Linked DNA regions of Mus musculus: region 1 is linked to region 2. Evidence: chromatin contacts called from public HiChIP or PLAC-seq data. All regions are on one chromosome and are shown on one strand. The core of a region is the stretch at or near the end of the contact, and the rest is flanking DNA. Distances in the headings are between cores, read along the strand shown. Region 1 holds the start of Rasl10b (RAS-like, family 10, member B). Region 2 overlaps Ap2b1 (adaptor-related protein complex 2, beta 1 subunit).

The links. HiChIP or PLAC-seq counts read pairs in DNA pulled down with a chosen protein or histone mark.
Region 1: a contact with region 2 is called in an H3K4me3 HiChIP or PLAC-seq map of embryonic stem cells, with 36 read pairs. The contact joins the promoter of Rasl10b here to the enhancer-like site in region 2. A contact is called at or near these places in 6 of 39 promoter capture datasets (the C10 cell line, the HPC-7 cell line, cranial neural crest and 3 more), 17 of 484 Hi-C or Micro-C datasets (B cells, CD8 T cells, the CH12 cell line and 10 more), 14 of 115 datasets of contacts at active chromatin or transcription factors (bone marrow-derived macrophages, craniofacial prominence, embryonic basal ganglia and 6 more) and 4 of 9 other capture datasets (adipose tissue, liver, macrophages and 1 more).

What each region holds. Positions count from the first base shown.
Region 1 is chr11:83,405,978-83,412,085 of GRCm38.p6, reverse strand. Rasl10b (RAS-like, family 10, member B) reads right to left here and starts at 2,398. Exons shown (of 4, transcript NM_001361568.1): 1 at 2,205-2,398.
Region 2 is chr11:83,336,974-83,343,829 of GRCm38.p6, reverse strand. It overlaps Ap2b1 (adaptor-related protein complex 2, beta 1 subunit), which reads right to left. Exons shown (of 22, transcript NM_001035854.2): 10 at 4,402-4,517; 11 at 2,391-2,556; 12 at 1,132-1,230. Among named protein-coding and RNA genes, the nearest start is that of Gm23951, 27 kb to the left of the region's middle. Within about 2 kb of position 4,624, at least 5 of the 459 cell types and tissues checked have an H3K27ac peak or open chromatin away from gene starts, as enhancers often do. A contact at or near this core is called in embryonic stem cells, where this site is marked.

The DNA of each region.
Region 1 (6,108 bases), core at 1,149-3,648, 70 kb before region 2:
ACAGAACTGCTCTCATCATATTCTGGACATCTTAATTTTAAGACTCTCAGGAGGTAAGTGCCCACAGCAGCCTCCAGTTACCAAGATGACCTAAAATGCCCCCAGTATTTCCCAAAGTCCCACTGAACTAGATGACTGCATTGACTCTAGAGAGTAATACATTAGAGCACTGGCTGCTAGCCTGCCCACACAGTTATCCTCGGTCAATACAATGCCCCTAAGGGAGAAGTATTCCTATTTGCACTTCAGAGAAGTTCTGTGCGCTCCAAACCACATAGCTTGGAACCTCAGCTACTTTCTGCGGTGCTTTGCGTGTTTAAGCTTAGTAATTCTAAACAGTGACAAGCTAAAAGCCGGGTCTGAGTCTATGACGTCCCTTGGCGCTCAGAGGGCCTGGCAGCACACAGCTGCTGCCCAGGAAGGGGCTGGACGCTGGCGATGAATTCATTACCTTTTCGCTGGCTCAGTTCCTGTGACTTTTAGAGCTTGAACACAAACCCTAGCTTTGATGAATTTTAGCTGTAGGTTTGTGAGTAAAACGTCTGCTTTGGACTCATGCTCTGCACGTGTGTAGAGCAAAGCCAATAGCCCCCAAGACAGCCTCAGTAAACCTCTTCGCTGGAAGGAGAAAACCTGGGCTGAATGATGAACCCCCCCATAGTAAGTGGGTGCAGAGAGGTGGTTTCCTGGGCTCTGATGGTTTCCATCATATCATGTTTTCATGTGTGTGTTTTTATATATGCATGGATCATAGGTGAATGCCTCCCCCCAGGCTGTCCTGGTTCACAACACTCAACCTACGATTATGTATGTATATGTGCACAATGGTAAATAAAGGGCAGGGTTTGGAGCAAGAACCATCAAGGTTAGACTCCCAGCTCTGCCATTTATTTAAATAATTTAAAGGATGACCTTGGCCAAGAAACTTCATAGGTATTGTGAGGTTGTCCACGGAAAGCCCAGTGCCTGGCACAGAGAAGGTATTGCAATGAACCGTGGCTACTTGTCCTCTAAGGTTTTCCCAGACGCTCAGTTGAACCTCCTGGCAATCTAGGAATGGGTCACTATCTACAGTTGCATGGGCTCATAAACTTGCAGTGTGTGTACCTGGGCATCCATATGTCCATATGCATGTATATGATGCCTTTCATTTTATTGAAGAACAAAAATCCATCACCAATAAATCAAGACCCAGAGACTTAGGGAAGGAAGCCACCTTAGCTAAGACTAGGACTCTAATCTCTCTTGTGCCTGCCTCATGCATGTCCCTTCCCCAACAGGTGCTCCTCTGAGCCTGCTTCCTACGGAGACAAAACTAACGCTACCACCACGCACAACCCTTCAGGTCCCTAGGCCTCTGGGGCATCCCTGGATGCTGCCAGCTTAGCAAAGAGGCTCAGCTGGGTTAATTACATAACAGCACGAGCAGGTGGGGATGGGGGAGTCCTGGGCCTTCGAGAGGGCAAAGAGCAAGAAAGAAGAACACGGACTCACTCTGGGTGTGGCAGAGGTTTCAGGATGTATCCTATCTGCAGATTCTCAAGCCCCCAAACCAACTCTTTTTGAGTAGTAGCAGACACGAAAACCAGGTACAGTCTGGGAGTCAAGAAGTGGGTACAAGAACAGCCCCCTATGCACTGGCAAGCCTCTGGAGCTACCAGGCCTAAGTGTGGCCCTGTCCCCAACTCAGAGGGAACAGATGCCCCTTCAGTTCTTCCCAGGCACAAGTCCTGGGTCTAAGCAGTTTACTAAGCCCACATGCCTAGTTATGTGGGGGTGAAAGGTCTGTCCCAGGAAGCAGGGCCCAGGCCCCCTGAGCTTCCCCAGGGCCTGCATTCTGCAGTGAGTCTGCAGACAGCTCCCGGCAAGAGGCAGGGGTCACACACTCGGGCCACAGTCTCTTTTTAGTCCCTTCCCCGGCCTGGACATCTTGGGTCTCTACCTCACACTGGGAAGGTCGGGGGTTCTGAGGATCCTAAAGGCCGGGCCGTACGTCCTCGGGTGGTGAGTCCCTACCACGTCCGCGTGGGGGTGGGGGCGCCGGCGGATGCCGGGCTCCCAGTGACCCGATCGGTGGCAGGTGTGGGGGCTGCAGGAGCCCCGCTGGCTGCCGGCTCCAGCTCCACTCCGGCTTGCCCGCTGCCCCCTCCCCGGGCTGCCCCTCACCCCGCGGTCGCCCCGCTCCTCCTCCTCCTCCCGCTTACCCGGGGCCGTCCCGGCTGCCTGCCCCCTGCCCTGGCCGGCGCGGCCGCGCTCCCCCCGGGCTCCGGCGCTGCCTTGGGCTCCCCCGCCCGGGGGGAGGATGAGGGGCGCCGCCCGCGGCCCGGGCGCGGCGGGCTGGGGCGCGGGGGGCCGCAGCACCGAGGGTCGCTCAGCTGCTCGCCCTGCGGAGCGCGCCGCCCCACTCGCGCCGGCGGAGGGGGAGGCGGGCGCGGGGGGTTCCGCTGGGTCCCCGAGCCCGACGGATTCACTGGGGCGCCGCGGGACCAGCTCCCCAATCCCTAACCTCAACCTTCAATCCTCCCCTACGCCCCCGACCCCCGCGACTCTCCCCTGGGAGAAATTAGCTCGAGCCTGGACGAGTTGGGGGCGGGGACGAGAAAGGCCCCGGAGCCTCTGCCTTCATTGCGACTCCCTTCCCACACAGCCTCGCACCCTGCCCTCGGCAGGGCTCGTCCCCTCCTCCCCACGCTGTCCTTTTGACCCTTACCGATACAGTCAGTCAGTGACTGGCAGATGCCCAGCGTGTGTCCTGCCCTGGTTGCTGGCATCCAGATTCTTGCTCTTCCACCCCTGAAGGACGGAGTAGAGGGTGGTCACTCTCACCCTTCACTGCGGCAGGGAACAGCAGGCCAGGCTAGTGCCAAGCAAAGCTGGTCCCCTGCCAAAGCATGACCTCCACTCCTCTAAGGCTGCGGATCCCTCTCCTTTGAGATCCCAGCATTTGCAGGGCTTGAGGGTGCAGTTCCTCTTGTATTTAATCTAAAATAGTCCTCACCAACATATTTTTATCAGTAGGTAACATTCCAATGTGGTAAGAGCTTTGCCTAAATCCTCAAGTTAAATTCCCAGAACATTCCACGAAGGAGGTTGTTTCCCCCATTTTACAGATGAGATCACTGAGGCTGAGAAAGGATGAGTAACTACTTTTACTTAAATGCAAAATGGAATGCTAAGGCTGTGTCACTAGCAGGGCAGCTTTGCTTCGGAAAAGCTCAGCAGAGGGCTCACATAGTCCAGTGGAGAGGCCACAGACAAATTCCTTTGTGAAGTCAAAAGGGGTCTTAGAGGGCAAATCAGGTGGGCCACTTCAGAGAGGTCAGCTGAGGCTAGGAGCAACTGAGAGTCCAGAGACCTGACAGAATGCTTCAGGCTGGAAGAATGGGGTCAGAAGAGGCTGACAGAGGTTATGACCCTGACTGCTTCTTGTTCCCCTAAAAGGGTCTCAAAGACCCCCGTTTTACTTTTCTTGTTGGTGTGGCAAGTACCTGACAAAAGCGACTTAGTTTTGGCTATTGTGATGACAATAGACACATCTATTGTAGCCAGAAGGCAAAGTGGTGGGAATGTGAGGTCCCTGGCACTGTGCATGCAGCCTGGAAGCAGAGATGCACGTTAGCGTTAAGCTCAAATTTCAATTTCCCCTTTTGCCTTTTTAGTCAGTCCGTGGGATGGTGCTGCCCGAGATGCAGGTGGAAAACCCCCTTCAGTTAAACGTCCCTGGAAACACACTGACATGCCCGAAGATGTGTTTCCAAGATGGCTTCAACTCTGGTGAAGTTGACAAGGATGATTCTCTCTCAGAGACCCAAACCACCAGGAGTGTCCTCACTCCTGTACTGGATGGACAAGGGCCCCTGAAACAGTGCACCACCGCTGGGCATTCGATGCCTTTAGAGTGGTGGGGAGAAACAAGCCTGGTATCCATCCACCAAGGGTTTTCCGCATGGAACTGAATCCTCCAAAGCTATTACCATGGGTTCCATCTATTTCACAGAACCCACTTCACTTCTCCCTTTGGGCTCTGTGTTTTGGGCATTTTTCTAACTCTTGTCTCCACTCTGCTGTGCAGAAAGCATGGTGGTCATATGACTGTGCTTCCCGGCCAGAGAGCCCCATATTTGACTCCAGTCTTGCCCGATACTATGTGACTGAAGCAAGAAACCTGTGCCAGTTGAAATAGATTCTAGTCCTTTCCATCACTGGTGCAGACAGGACTTAAATGAGCCTCGGTGTGTGAAGTCTTCACAATACTTGGCAGGGAGCTCCAGTGTGTGGTCATCTCTCTCAGGATGAACAGCACTGTGGGAAAGCATTTCCATTTATTCTAGGTGGGGCCAAGAGTTGAGATGTGGATTTGAGAAGGACTGGAGCAAATGCTGCAACAAGATTAGGACTGGGAAGGTCAGGGGCCCTCTCTCAGAGGACCGCTTTGGGGCTGGGTGGGAATCAGATATGACTGGACTCGAGAGATTCCAGAGGAGCCACTGACACCCTCTTAGCTTGGTTAAATCATCCAGGACACTCTTTCCTACTGCGTTCAAAAAACTTTCATCCTCATCTTGCCTGAGGATACAGGCTTTCTGTTCTTCCCTCAGGACATAGGTCCATTTCAGCTTGAGGGGGACTAGAAATAAGAAACCTAGCAAGGCTGTCCCCTACAGATGACGAAACCTCATACTAGCCGTCAGTGGTATGTCATTTAAAGCACTGCTATAAAGTAGTACTTTATAAAATGGTACATTTGCCCGAAGTTAACTCATTTTGCTTTGCTGAGAGCTGACTTGGGCCTGTTCATTCTCTGTCACTAGAAATAACCTTGCTGGGAAAGTTCAAAGGGTTTGGTCCTTTGATCTGTCTAGCCTTGAGCCTCTTCTGGCTGTGGTTCAGCTAAGGATACCTAGTGGCTGAGATGCAGGTTCACAAATTCAGGTTCTGGGAGGGCAATTGTGTGTGTCCCTCTGTAACATCTGGAGCCAGGCCATGGAATGAGACAAGGGCCAGGCCCATCCCTGTTCTATCAGAACTGAGGACTCTCACAGGGATATTAGAGGCTGGCTGTGAGTAGGTTGTGAGTGGAAGGACAGCCAGCTGATACTGAGCCTTCACCCTCCCATATGCTATACTGCTATACCTACCAACAGTGGGGGATGGGAGTCACACTTTCTTAATTCAGGTGTTGGGGTTCTGCCTGGAGGATTTGATCCTAGAGATGGCAGTCTTGTTCCCAAACAATGCTCAGGAAACAACAGTTCTCCAGAGCCACTTCTCAACTAAGAATCTAGGTCTCCCTGCCCCCTCCCCAGCCCCCAATTGAGGCTTTCCCTTGTTGGCAGCATCAAGAACAGCAGAGCAAAAGCTAAATGAGAACTGAGAAGGCAAGTTCAAAGCCAACTTGAAACTTTTCAAGAAACATCCTTGTTGCTAATACCATGTCTGGGGGCTGGCTGGGATTCTAGGATTAGTGTTCAGAAGATAGAAATGGGTAACAACGGGGGAGGTGTGATCTTTCCCAAGTGCCATCCCAGCTATTAAAATAAACAGGCTCTTGCTTCTTAAAGCTGAGGGTGGCAGGGAAAAATCTGGGTCCAAGCAAGACCGGAAGTACTAAGGCATGCAGCGGGAGGAAGGCCCAGACTAGAGAGTGCTGAGAAACAACATACCCATTCTAGGGCTAGAAAACAATGTGATCTCAGGTTTAAGTCTGGGGGGGCGTGTGAGGGGTCAGCTGCTCAGAGCATATGGCTATCTCAGGACTTAGCAAAGGTCGATGTGGTGAGTAGGAGGGAGAACCTTTTATGGAGAGAAAGAGGAAACTGACATTGTAGTTAGATGTAGTGCCTCATCTCCCCTGAAAAGCAGGGGCTGCTGAATTCAGATGGGCAGGGGAACAAGATAAGCAAGTGTCGTGGCGCTGAGTGCTTTACCATTCTACTGTAACAATGCACAGCATTACTGTGGATGAGTGCAGATGAACAGGCACAAGCCTCTCCCTGCCAGTGAGGCCTCACTGCTCAATATTAACCTTGGGGGACCCAGGAATGCCATGGGGTGTGTGTGTGTGTCTAGGTCGGAGAGCACCTTTTGGGAGTTGGTTCTCTCCTCCCA
Region 2 (6,856 bases), core at 3,375-5,874:
ACTGTGAGTCAGAATAAACCCTCTCTTCCTGAAGTCGCTTGTCAGAGTATTCATCACAGTAACAAGAAAAGAAATAAGCACCATATGATTCACATATCAAAACATTTAAGGAAATAGCATAAGCGCTTTGAAGCGATCTCTATGAGAAAGACACTGCTTTGAAAGGCAGATCAAGTACACAGCACTTCATGTGAAAGCTGAAGTCACCCACAGATACCAGATTCAGTGTTATTTTCACATATGTAGGTTTTTCTCTCACATATTTTCACATATTAACAATATATAATCAAAATCAAAATTTCAAAATTATCACAAAAGCTGAGACCATCCAGTATAATTTTTTTTATTTTAAAATTTATTTTATGTGTCTATGTGCCTTCATGAGTTTATGTATATGTACCACATGTGTGCAGGAGCCTGCAACAGATCAAGAAGAGGTGTGGGATCCTATAGAACTGGGAGCCACCATGTGGGTGCTAAGAAAGAACCAAAACTGGGTTCTCTGTGAAAACAACAAATTCTCTGAACTGCTGAGCCACCTCTCCAGCCTCAGTCAGATGAGCTAAAATCTGTATTGGCCAGATACAATTGAACAGAATCTGCTTTGAGGCATCATTTTAGTATTTTCAGAACTAAACCCTGCCCCAGATGAACCTTCTTGGGAAATGTCCTGGCTAGTTTTATTTCAACTTGACACAAGCTCAAGTCGTCTGAGAGAGAAACTCAATTGAGAAAATGCCTCCACAAGACCAGACTTAGGCACAGATTTTCTTAAATACTGACTGGTGGGAGAAGGCCCAGCTGATTATGAAAAAGGCCAACCAGTGGTCTGGGTTCTATAGGAAGGCAGGTTGAGGAAGCCACAAGGAGCAAGCCTGTAAGCAGCACTCCTCCATGGCATATGCATCAGCTCCTGCCTCCAGGTTCCTACTGGGTTGAGGTCCTGTGTTGGCTTCCCTCAATGGACTATGGTTCAGGACATGCAACTAATAAAGCCTTTATTCCCCATGTTGTTCTTCATTCTGGAGTTAACTATAGCAGCAGCAGCCTTGAATGAGACAAGAAGTACCATTGAGTCTACCCATTGGGAGCACCACAAATCAGCCTGGCGGATGCTCTCAGCTCTCTCACCTGTGTGGCTAAGCTCAAGACCTGTTGGACCAGCTCCTGTGTTTCTGATGGCTTCTTGAGAAACAGCTTCACTATGGCGGTGAGCAGTGTGAGCTGCACCTAAAAAACAAAATTCAACATCATCTCTAACTCATATTTCCTCAACTATGAATCACTGATGGTGGTTAAAGCTCAGCCAGTGTGACAAACAGCAGCCGAAAGCAGTCTCTGCAGTACAAAGCAATCATTGACCATGCACCAGCCTCTCATTTTCCAGTTGCTCTTTTGGTATAAAAAGTGGTTTGTTTCTGGGCCAGATTTTCAACTGTTCTTTATTTTAATAAAAAAAAAATGATGATGATATGTCTGGATGCGTGATGTGTGTGAGTGCATGTGTCACAGTGCACACGTAGAGGTCAACTCTGTGGAGTGAATTCTCTCCTTTTACCTTTACACGAGTTCCAGGGACCAAACCCAGGTTGCCAGGCTTGTCCTCTGAGCCAGCCTTTAAATGTATTTTTTATAGTACATACATAAAGTAGTAAGAATGGCTCTTCACCAAACCGTGTATTATTTACATTGACCAAAGCTTACAAGTCTGAAGGACTCATGACATCATTTGCCATACTGGGATAGGAGCCAAAACAGAATTGTGTCAGATTAGAGCCAATTAGAGGGAGCCTGCTGTGCCACTATTAATATTAGGCCTATTAAATTACTATAATGGATTACATACACAAAGTTCTATTTGCTATGAGCACAAATGCCAGGGAGAAAGGGCTTAATAATCTGACTGCCTCTCTGAGCCTCTGACTCTAATTTTAGTTGGAGAGAGGGACAGATGGGAAGAAATCTAATCATCTATGTAGAATCTTCTCAAACCTCGCTATGCTGCACTATAATGAGCAACAGCAAATACCAAGGACAATTTGTAATCATCCTTAAGTGACAGAAAATAAGACCCTGATTACTGCTCAACATCACTGCAGGGAAGTTCGCTCTCTTCTGGAGCAGCACCGCAGCAGGTGGGAACTGACTGTGCAGGTGCTTCTCGCTCTGTGTCTCCTCAGCCCCCAAATGTTCCAATGCCCATCATAGTCTATGACCACTGCTCTAAGCGCTGCAGCTTTGTTATCTAGAAAACAGTGCTGACCAAAACGATCATCCCTTTTGAGACGAAGAAACCATGACAAACAAACATACACAAAAAACTAGCTAACATTTCACCTTCTCAGCTCTTGTTCTGAAGAGATCTAGAGCACGGGATGGAAGAGACTTACCTGGGTGCTTTCGTCATGAAAACCTTCCAGGAAACTCTCTAGTAATTCATCTGCGTTATCGATTCTTTCAGCATATTCTCCTACAATCCAAATCATAGCTGCTCGGGCATCGGGTTCATCCAGGGAGTCCAAGTTTTCACAGAGGGTGGCAATAATACTTTCATACCTGTTGTAACAAATGGACTAGTTACTAAGGCCAAAACTAAGAACTGTATTTAACAGTAGAAGCTAAAGTAAAAAAACCATACACAAGGGATTCCAAGCTGCAAAGGTTTTTAGTCAACAGAATGTAGTAAGTCAAAATTGCATGGCTTAAATTTTTCTTCAAATATGCTTTAAAATATTTTTTATGTACAATTTTATAAATTTGCATATATGAGTGTTTAGCTTGCATGTACGTGTGTGTATCACATGAAGGCCTGGTACTTGCAGAGGTCAGAAGGCAGTGTTGGATCCCCTGGGAGTGGAGTTACAGATGACTGTGAACCACTGTTCTTCAATTATGGTTTGTTGTGTTGAGACAGGGACTCTCTATGTAGACCTTGCTGTCCTATGATTCACTCTGTAGACCAGGCTGGCCTTGAACTCACAGAGATCATCTGCCTCTGCCTCCTGAGTGATGGGACTAAAGGTGTGTGCCACCAAAGCCAGTTCAATTATGTTTTAGTAACTAAGCTTTAAACTTGTACAAGAGCTCATGAGACAGACATGTTCACGAGGGAATAAATTAACCTGTGGTATAAGAAAATACCATTATCTTGTGTTTAAAAATCAACCTTTCTTATAACTACGTATTCACCTTGCTGAATCTATACGTCCTTTACTAACATAACTTAAAATTTTATTTTTATTACTGAAGACTGAACCTAGGATCCAACACATACCAGGCAAACTCTTTCCTATGAGCAGTATTCTCAGCCTACTGCTCTCCTCTTGTTTAAAGCAGGGTCTTGCTAGGTTGCAAGGGTTGGCTTGAGCTTGTCCATGTCCTGTCTTGGCCTCCTGAATAGCTGAGATTATAGGCCCATGCCATCAGATCTAGCTGGCTAATGTGATTTTCAACATTAGACTGAAACAGAATATATTAATGTGGATAACTAGTATACTAGGCCAAGTATCTGCCCTATTCCTACTTATTAAACCAGACTCTGACTATTTTCTTGAAATTAAACTGTCATAACCCCTTATTTACACAAGTTTTACACATTTCTCTATTGATCTTTTTTTTTTCCTTAACCTGTAACAAAACAGTTTAGAAACTTGATCCTTCACTTTTGGAGGGAGTTGAGTAAAAGGTGGTGGTCCTCTTTCTAAAAATAACACTTCTCAAGACAAAACAAAAAAAAAATCTCACAAAAACCCAAATCCTGCACTAATTCTGGACTGCAGGTCTCAGAATCAAAGTATTTTGTTTTATGAACTAAGAGCCCCAGTAAAAACTTTGTGATGTAAATGATCCCTGTGGGAGCAGCCCCAGTGTGTCAGCAGAGGCCAGGGGAGTAACTTATTGAATGCACTCTGCTGCTCCCACAAGGCAGTGGGGCCCCATGCTGAGCAAACAGCATGGCGGCTGGAAAAGTTATTCTGAGAGGAGGAAGGACACAATCATTGGTCTGCATGGAGCGAGTGTATCAAGACACCTAGGGATAAATAGGCTTCCTGTGTAATGGTAACTCTGACACAACAAACAATCTTATGTGTTTGATGTAGTCTATGCCAAGTATATACTTAAGCTAAGCCTCATTTCTACAAAAATAATGAACAGCTGCTATGGTGGCTCATGCCTGTAATCCCAGCACATGGGGCCAACTTAAAACTCCATTCCCATATTTAAACGAGAAGTTTTAGTGTCTGTTTGATACCCACTATGTATCTCTGACTTCATTAAAAAAAAATCTACTATGACCAGTTATATATGGAATAATAATTCTTACCGAGTCAATTTCAAAGTGCCTTACTTATACGTTTCCCAAATGATCTGAGAAAGAAGATTACATGAATTTTGACATACTTGTTGGGGTATTTTCGGAAGATGTCCCTGATGACAACAATTGCCTCTTGGACCACATAATTTACTTTGGTCTGGATTAGATCAAGCAGTGTGCTTACACAGCGTTCTGCTGATTGCTAGGGAAAGAAACATCAACACTTAAGTTAATCCAATAACACTATCTCAACACAGAAAAGGAAACATACAAGTACACTGCCTGAGTCAGACAGGCACTGACTCTGCTAAAGCTACTAGAGGCTAAATGATACAATGTATATCAGCATTAACAATTCTAGGAATATACCAGATTTTATTCATTAGCAAACACATTGAAAACAGTTTTGGGTTTGGTTTTGTGTGTTTTGCTAGGAGCAAACCTCGGGCCTCCCACTGGCTAGTCAAGAGCTCTGCACTGAGCAAGCGATCTCTATCTTCCACATAACTCTGTTAAACGAGTGAACAGTAACCTGGACAATGGGGAAAACATTAAGAAAACCAAACAAACAAAAGCCAGGAGAGTAGAAGGAAAGGAAGGTAACTGAAGAACACATCAACACTGGGGATCCTTACTGGAATTCTTAAGTGAACAGACACTGAATAGGGTGTTTTTGGTGTTTCTTTACTGGCCTCTCCCTTCCTCCCACCCTCCCCTCTCCTTTCCTTCCCTCTCCTTTTCTTCCTTCCCTCTCTCCCTCTCTCTCTAGGAAGTAGGTAGGGGGTGTGTATGTGTGCGTGCTCTCTCTCTCTCTCTCTCTCTCTCTCTCTCTCTCTGATGTGGTTTCTGAAAACTGGGCTCTGGTTCTCATGACAGATCAGCAAATACTCTTAACCATTGAGCCATCTCTCTGGCCTCCAGCACAGCGTGTATCTAAACCTAGGAATTTTGTTTGGACTTACAATTTTTTTTTCATTTATCTATGGCTCAAAATATTCTAAGAGATTTTGTTTATTGTTTTTTGTTTTTTGTTGTTGTTGTTGTTTTTAGACAGGGCTTTTCTTTTTCTTTTCTTTTCTTTCTTTCTTTTTTTTTTTTTTTAAGACAGGGTTTCTCTATTTAGCCCTGGCTGTCCTAGAACTCACTTTGTAGACCAGGCTGGCCTCGAACTCAAAAATCTGCCTGCCTCTGCCTCCCAAGTGCTGGGATTAAAGGCGTGCGCCACCACACCCGGCTCTAGACAGGGCTTTTCTGTAAAGTCCTGGCTGCCCTAGAACTTTCTCTGTAGACCAACCAGGCTGACTTTGAACTCTGAGATCTGCCTGCCTCTTGCTCCCAAGTGCTGGGATTAAAGGCATGTGCCACCACATCTGGCTCCCATTCATCTTTTATTAATTGAATATATACTACAAACTGATAAAATAGATTTCTTGATACTGTGATTTTTTTTTTTTTTTAAGGATAGGATTGTGAGAAAAGTTCCCAAAACTTAATGGCAAGTCTGAACAATTATCCCTCTGAACTATTACAGGTCATTAAATTGTGTGCCTCTTGTCACAATTCAAAAGGAACCACACAACATCATCTAAAACTTTTGACTGTCACAAGCCTCCAGATTTAGTCATCTAAAGGGGACAGAGGTATGAGGTCCAATCTAGACTCTGGGAAAGTCTATTAAGTCTAAAAAGCAATCAATAAGTGGTACTGTATTAGGGCCAGCCAGATGGATCATCAGATAAACGCACTAGCCACCAGGCCTAATGACCTGAGACTGATCTCCAGGAGCCTCATGGTGGAAGGAGAGAATCAATTCCTACAAACTGTCCTCTGACCTCCACATATGGACCTTGGCTCATGCTGCCGCCTTGAACAATAAATATATAAAATAATAAATAAATAGGTAGCATCAAAAAAAAATGAAAATCAAAACAAAATACAATACCTAAGAACACATATTAACCAAAAGCTATGTACAGAAAAGAAAACAAAATAAAAGCCAGGCGTAGAGGCTCATGTCTGGAATCCCACATTTGGGAGACTGAGGCCCAGGGAATGTGAGTTTAGGGCTAGCCTGGGCTATATAGTAAGACTCTGTCTTAAAAAGTAAAACCAATGAGCACCCCAAAATGCTTGGGGGGCAGGGGGTATGCTGAAAAGATAAAAATCTATAACTAAGAAATCAATAAATAATAACAAAATTATTTATGGATATGGAAGTATCAAAATAATCTAATACAAAAGAGTTAAAAGCCATCCTTTTGGCAAGTGGATCTAGGTAAAGAAGGGAAGGAAGCAGGGGCAGTGATGTTTTGTTAAAAATTCTTTAATCTGAGCCTGAGAAGGCTTAGGGATTAAGAGCGATGGCTGCTCTTCCAGAGGACATGGATTAGAGTCCCAGCACCCACATGGTGGTCCATAATCTACCATCTGAATTCTAGTTCCAGGGGGTACGAAAACCCCTTCTGGCCTACACAGGTAGTTGACACATACAAGATACAGACATAATGCAGACAAAACACCCATATACATTAAATACATTTT